Linked DNA regions of Mus musculus: region 2 is linked to region 1. Evidence: chromatin contacts called from public promoter capture Hi-C data. All regions are on one chromosome and are shown on one strand. Each heading gives the region's core, a stretch centred on a gene start, on an enhancer-like site or on the middle of the called end of the contact. The rest is flanking DNA. Distances are from core to core; before and after follow the strand shown.

Region 1 (3,435 bases), core at 809-3,308:
GTATGGAGCTCACGAGAAAAAAAAGAAAGACCAGCCTACAGGTCGCCTTTTGACCTACTACTCCAGAGTGACTTTCGTATGCCTACCTGAGAAGTCCCCAGGAACAACTAGATGGTGGTGGTGAGACTCACCCAGTTCTTGGCAAACTTGGCAAAGGTGGGGAAGGCAGGACATTTCTTCTGCTGGAGCAGGGCTTTTAAGTGCAGGGAAAGAACAGCTGGGCCAAATCTCTAAGGGCTTGTTAAGCTGAGAACAGGAGAAGGAGGGTGCTTTCCAAAATACGGTCTACAGAAATGTTAAATAATAGGACTAGAATTTTTTGGGGGGGTTGGCTTTCTTGTATATTTAACAATGCTCTGCTCTGTATTCCCAGGTAGTGTTCAACAGCATGCTTAAGGAGACAACAGAAGCCTGGAAAAGCTTTGGGGTTCTGGAGGTAGAAATTCATTGCATGCACATGGTGGGGGCCAAGAACCATGCTGAAGGGTTGTAACTGGGAAGTGTACTAAGAAGTCCTCCCACCCTGGCTTCTACTGACATGGCCAGAGAACTTCTGAGACCCAGAAGTAGTCCAGATGGTGGGCAGGCCCTCATGAATTTCCCTCAAACTTCTTCTTGGGGGCGCTTGGTCAAGGGTCCCTAAAAATGTGGCTGGAAGAAGATATGAGCCCACGTTCCATGTCAGATGAGGTGCAGTGAGGTTCGGTGATCCATGCCATGTCCAAGGCCAGGGTGGTGGACGAGAGGGTCCAGAGACACTGGGCCACTCTTCAGCAGGGGCCAGAGAAATGGAGACAGGGCCGAGAGGCAGTGATGGAGTCAGCTTCTGATGCAGGAGGAGCCTGTGGACTGGGGATTCCTGAGTCTGCAGCGAGCACCTGGGGGTTACTCCCCAAACTGTCAGGACAATCCTAGCTCACCTGTTCTCCGAGATTCTGTGGCTATGTTTTTTCTAAAACATCTAAACTCCTGTATAAGCATTGACTTTAGTAGGTCCATCTCTTAGAGTTTGGATGGAAAAGAACAGTCCATGTTTGAGGTGATCTTTTGTGGTGTTATTTACTCTCCTAAAAATGGGAAATAATTATGCCTGTGATACCTGAGGGCAGTAAGAACACTAGTGTACTAGCCAGTGCAGACACTCAAAGGTCTAAAAGGAGAATGGAGAAAATACAGAGATAAGGTAACTACAGGGAAAGTGACATCCAAACAAATGTCCCAAAGTTCTTAAGAGCTATCCTCAGATGGCTTTTGAGTTCTGGGCATCTCTGGTCCATCCTGAACATTTTCCTTCTATCAGACGATGCTGTAAACAACCAAAATAAGGATTAAGCCAAGTGACTTTGGATGAAGAAGGATGGGACCTGGGAAGAAAGGGACCTGGGCTCCCCAGGGAGGTTCTTCAGAGAGCCCTCCTTAAGGGACTGCATTTGTCTCAATGGTAGGGTACCAGGCTAGTCCACACAAGGCCTCAGGATCCATCTCAAGCACAAACCAAATGGAGATGTCTTGACTGTTTTTCCCACACTGTTGGTGGCTCATGGCTGGGTTCTGTGGAAACTGGAGGAAGACATGCCACGTAACATGTGGTTTTTAAATCAGGAACTGTGCTGCAGTTTAGTGAAAGAACTTGGAACGGACAAATGCTGACTCTCCAGCCAGCATCACATGAGAGGCCCTCCGGAGGAATCTGGAAATGGGAAGCCGGACTCGGCTCAAACACCGAACACAGCTCTGACCTCGATCCCCTTTGGAACTCCTTTCTCCTGTCTGAATTATGGGTGGTGTCTCCCCCAGAAACCTTGATCTGGAGGAAAGAAAAATGCATTCAGAGGGATGAGTTTGGCAGAGTGAGAACAGAAGAGAGAGAGAGGGGAGAGAGAGAGAGAGAGAGAGAGAGAGAGAGAGAGAGAGAGAGAGAGAGAGAGAATACTACCATGCCGAACATGTTTTCTCGTTCTGGGACAGGATCATTTTGGAAAGGAGAGGTGGGCGGGACATCCCAAGAGGGTCTTACTGAGTAACTAGTACAGGGCTGGGATATGGTCAGCCGAGGCCCAAATGTTCTCTGACACGGACAGCTGCTGGAGGAAGCGTGGTCGGCTGAGGCCCGATGACAGCCTTGGCTTACATATGCAGCTGGGAGTTGTTTTTTTTTTTTTCCCAGAGGATTCCTGCTATTCAAAGTTTGGCTTTCCAATGTAGCCCTTTTTGTCCAAGGTCCGTGGTATCTAGAATCTCATCATTATCATCTAGAGAGAAGTCACTGGGACAGACTGGAATGAACCAATAACGTGCCTCCAAGAAGGTATGTTTGAGAAATGAAGGGGAACTGGAGATGTGGCTCACTTGTCAGTGTGCTCTCCTGGAATTCACAAAGCCCTGGGTTTGATCCCCAGTACTGCACACACCGTGTGCAGTGGCACACACTCGTGGTCCCAGCACTTGTTCAAGTTCAAGGCCATCCTCAGGCCCAAAGTGACTACAAGTCCCACCTGATTCTGGGAAGTCATTGTGGAGCCGTGGCAGCAGGAAGCTTAGGGCTGGAGTCTTGAAGGGCTAACAGGAAGCAGAGGAAGTTGACTTGGAAATAGAGAGTGGCTTTTGAAACTTCAAAGTCCCCCTCCAGTGCAGTTGCAGTGCAACGAAGGGCCACATTTCCTAACCCTCCATCAACTGGGGCCCACATGTTCGAATGTCTAAGACTCTAGGGGACATTTCTCATTCAAACTATTACAGTGGATTAGTTAAGTCTTTCTGGAAATGTTCTCAGAGACACATTCAGAAGTGTTCCCACGGTGACTACAAATCATGTCAGGCTGCCAATTAATATCAAACATCACAGATGGTATGGCACGGAGTGAGGCAATAGACCAGAGAATGTCTGGATGAATATGTGAATGGATGGATAAGTAGTCAGGGGATAGACAGACAGACACAGACAGATGGAATACCTAGCTGGGATCACTGGTAACAGTGACCCATGAATGTGATGTTTAGCTTAACGGTTAGTTTGTCACGATCTACAATCACCTAGTAAAGTCTCAATGAGGGATTGTCTACACCAAGGCTGCTTGTGAGAGATTGTTTTGATTATTGTTGACTATTGACTTGATTATGTTGATTGGTGTGGGAAGACCTACGCTAAAACTGGGTGCCACCAGTCCCTAGCTTTGGATCTGGGACTCTACAAGAGAGAGAGAGAAACAGGGAGAGAGAGAGAGAGAGCAGAGATGCGTGCATTAACTTGCTCTCTGTTCTTGACTATGAACATGATGGCTTCAGGTCCCTTCTGCCTTGATTCCACAATGATGGACAAACCTGGAACTGTGAATTAAAACCAACCCTTTCTCCCCCAAGTTCCTTCTGTCAGGATGTTTTATCATAGCAACAGGAAATGGATTAAGACAATGAGCTAAAGAATAATAACTCACG
Region 2 (3,737 bases), core at 949-3,448, 140 kb after region 1:
CCACCCCCACCCCCACCCCCAGCTCCTGTCTAAGCAAGAATTCACAACTTCACAGTCTGGAGAGTAGACTCTGGGATGGTTGCAGTGTCCAGGGGGTACTTTTCTTTCCTTTGACCACTGCGCTGTATTGTCATGGTTTCCAGCTGTCCCATGGCAACAGAGTCAGCACTGACATCCTTATCTGGTCTGGACACCTGAAGACCTTGCTTATTCTCCCAGGAGCCCCTCCATCCCATAGCCCAGAGATGGGCCTTATCCTATGGTCCCAGAGCCTCGCAGAATTAGCAGAGTCTCGCTACATAATAGTTCAGCAGCTCACCATCCTCCTGCCCCAGCCTCTCAAAAGCTGGGACTAGCAGTGCATAAACCACTGACTTCTGCTCAGACATGCAGTGGGCACGGGGCACACCATACCTCACCTTCCTCCACTCTGAAACAGAGCAAGTCTCCCCACACACTCCACACACACATACTTGTCACATTCAAAGAACCTCTCTGTCCTTAGTGTGGGAAAGAAAGGAAAATAGTTACATAAGTTAAGAGAAAAATCTTTCTCCTGATGAGAACGCCCTGGCCACCAGACAGGCTACAAACTCCACTATCCAGTCCCCATATGGGAAGAACAGGAGGTAGTAAAAACTTGAGGGGCAGGGAAGCTTTTACTCACAGGTCCGCCTTCGTCTCCCGGGTAGCCTCGGTAGCCATCTTCCCCGGAGATACCCTGAAATAAAACATGTGGGTCCCCATGTCATGGCGTTTCGCATAAAGCATCACAGCAGTGCCTTGCTCGACAGTGGGCGTTGCCCTGAGCTGAGCATGGCACTCACTCACTCACTCACTCTCTATCCAGTGATGATCTTCCCATTGGGATAGCTCAGGCTCTTTCTTTTCCCAGAGAGCTGTGGCTCACTTTTAAGGTAACCACTAAGGGTCCCACTGACCCACATCGTGAGGCTGCCTAGGTATGCTCGGGTTTTCACATTGTTTTGTGGAATGACAGACCCACATGTTAAAGAGCAAACCATCCCATCCAGTGGAAGAGGGAAACATAGCAGGTCATCTCTATCACCAGTAAGACACTAGGGATATTGGTCAGCGAGAAGTACCTTGGAGCCCAGAATTGGCAATATTGCCAGGGTCCTTCTGACTCTCTCATATCCGTCTAGTCACCCAGCCAAATAGTGTCAGAGCTGCATGTCTAACCTGTGGTGTGAAGAGTACCATTGCCATACCTTTGGCCCAATGCTGCCAATGGGCCCTCTGTCTCCCCTCTCTCCAGAGCACTTGCATGGAACCCCACAGCAAGCTTTCTCAGCAATATTGTCCTGCCAAGGAAAAAGTAAATAAATATCAAAAAGAGAAAACAGGGAACCACCAAGGGTCTGGGATTAGTCCTAATCTGCCGCAGTGAGCTACCTCATGCCACTCCCTCAAAGGCCAGGTACAGCTGAGGACTCAGCTCTTCCCATAGGGTGGGAAGTCATTGGTGGAAGAGAAAAGAAAAATCAACTATGGTCATTCTTATCCTAGACTAGGCTCATTTTCCAGACGTTTCTAATACAGACATTCAGGGCTTGGATTTTCAGTATAACCTCTATGGTGGTTTGAATAGGCATGGTCCCCATAGAATCACATGTTTAAATGCTTGGCCCATGAAAAATGGCACTATTAGGAGGTGTGGTCTTCTTGGAGTGGGTGTGGCCTTGTTGGAGGAAGTGTGTCTCTGTGGGGGTGGGCTTTGAGGTCTCCTATGCTCAGGCTCTGCTCAGTAACAGTCTCCTCCTTGCTGCCTGTGGACCAACGTGTAGGACTGTCAGCTCCTTCTCCAGCACCATGCCTGCCTGCCTGCACACTGCCATTTTCCCTGCCTTGCTGATAATGGACTGAATTTCTTGAACTGTAAACCAGCCCCCATGAAGTGCTGTCATTTATAAGAGTTGCCTTGGTCATGGGTCTCTTCACAGCAATGAAACCCTAACTAAGACAACCTCCTCATGTCCAAACCTCAAATATAAAATCCAACCAACACATTGAAGCAACCTGAGGTCAAAGAGCATTCTAAATTAGAAATCTACACCTTGAGGTTCTCTGAGCCACAGTTGGGATGGTGGAAATCGGGACTGGCCTGAGAGAGTCCCTGGAGAAGCCAGGGGTAGGCAGCACGTGGGGCCCTGGGCTCTGAGCCAGGACCTCCACAATCTGGGTCACCAGCCACCTCTGTATCCCTCCCTTGCCAAGCCCCTGACCTTACACATCCCAAACACAGTGCCATTCACTGAATTAGTGCTGACTGTGTGCGTTCTCCCCTGTTCTAGCCTGAAGCTGCTTCTACCCAATAAAAACACCCCAATTTTTAATACAGAAAGAGGAAGAGAGGGCAGCACTCCCTCCCACTCCTACAGCCTTAGTCACACTATCTGAGAATCCCTGGCTACACTCCCACCCAACTCCCCATCCCAGGAGGCAACGGCTCTCACTAAGAGAAGAGCCCAGAAAGGGAGCCAGGGAGAGGACTTCACCTAGAAGTTGGCTCCATCTCTTTCCCTGCATATTCTCTATTCCATCATGGAGAAAGGCAGATGGCATATTCAGGACTCATACAGCAATAAAGCAAGCCTTGACGGAGTCCGTGATAAATCCATATGCCCTTCCCCCAGTCACCAGGCCAGTAAGATATCTGGCTTTGCTGTCTTGAGATGCCAAAAATTTCAAACTCTCTCTCTCTCTCTCTCTCTCTGTGTGTGTGTGTGTGTGTGTGTGTGTGTGTGTGTGTGTAAAACTCTTTAAAAGATACAAAGACTCACAAGCTGCTCTGCCAGTTCATAGTCTAAGTCAAGCAGGTTGAGCCTCAGGGGCCTGTCATACATGAAGCCCCGCCCGAACTCCAGATGCATCAGCCGCTCCAGGTTAGCCACACGTTCAAGACCCACCAGGATCAGGGCTTGGGCACCTGTGAGAAAGGAACCATTTAATGTACCTCACCTAGGCACTGGAGAGCTGGGTTTCATTTTTTCCTGACTCTGGTTTTACTCTGTTAGGTGATTTGGGGGAGCAGGGATTGGGGGGGGGGGAATGTTGTTGTTCAGCTATATTTTTTCATTGTGGTAGGGGAATGCAAGTGTCTTGTGCACACAGGGCAGTCAGAGGACAACCTTCAGGAATTAGTTTCTCCATCTACCCTTGGAAAGTGAACTCATGTTAACAGGCTAGGCAGTGGTTGACTTTCCCCACTGACCGTCTCTCTGGTCCATGTTGCTCACTTTTTGGTGGTCCAGGGATCAAACCACCAAAGTGGGAACATGAAGTATGCATGCTATGCACACTTTCCACATCCGAGGTATATCCCCAGCCCTTTATACCATTCTTTTTAGAGAAAATTTCACAGTTAACTATTTGCTATAATTTACATGTGTTTAATGAAAGCAATTTGCTTTGTGGAAGAGTTGGGATTCTAAAGTCCTCTGAGTAGCTGAAGTGACATCTGTGACACCACGTCACCTCTGACCCTGCAGACTGGAAGTGTGCCATGGGAAGAACTGAAGCATTAACACATCTAAAGTCAGGCCACAGCAGTGTCCTCACCGCTGTTTGGGGAAGGATGAGCTAATAAATAGAATGCGCTTAGATGGGTCTGGAGAGATGGCTCCAGTGCCTAAGTCTGTGCTCTACTCTGGAAAATGCCCCAGGTTCCGTTCCAAGCACCCACAATGGGTAGCTCACGACTGTCTGTATCTCTA

The links. Capture Hi-C pulls out chosen DNA fragments and counts their contacts.
Region 2: a promoter capture Hi-C map of adipose tissue shows a contact between it and region 1. The contact joins two enhancer-like sites. A contact is called at or near these places in 1 of 15 datasets of contacts at CTCF or cohesin (the NIH/3T3 cell line), 12 of 484 Hi-C or Micro-C datasets (the 3T3-L1 cell line, the C2C12 cell line, the C3H10T1/2 cell line and 7 more), 2 of 115 datasets of contacts at active chromatin or transcription factors (embryonic stem cells and fibro-adipogenic progenitors) and 4 of 9 other capture datasets (adipose tissue, embryonic stem cells, liver and 1 more).

What each region holds. Positions count from the first base shown.
Region 1 is chr1:90,655,018-90,658,452 of GRCm38.p6, forward strand. No RefSeq gene overlaps it. Among named protein-coding and RNA genes, the nearest start is that of Gm35242, 7.7 kb to the left of the region's middle. Within about 2 kb of position 2,059, at least 30 of the 459 cell types and tissues checked have an H3K27ac peak or open chromatin away from gene starts, as enhancers often do. A contact at or near this core is called in adipose tissue, where this site is marked.
Region 2 is chr1:90,795,248-90,798,984 of GRCm38.p6, forward strand. It overlaps Col6a3 (collagen, type VI, alpha 3), which reads right to left. Exons shown (of 44, transcript NM_001243008.1): 14 at 2,805-2,950; 15 at 1,233-1,325; 16 at 668-721. Among named protein-coding and RNA genes, the nearest start is that of Gm41918, 33 kb to the left of the region's middle. Within about 2 kb of position 2,199, at least 12 of the 459 cell types and tissues checked have an H3K27ac peak or open chromatin away from gene starts, as enhancers often do. A contact at or near this core is called in adipose tissue, where this site is marked.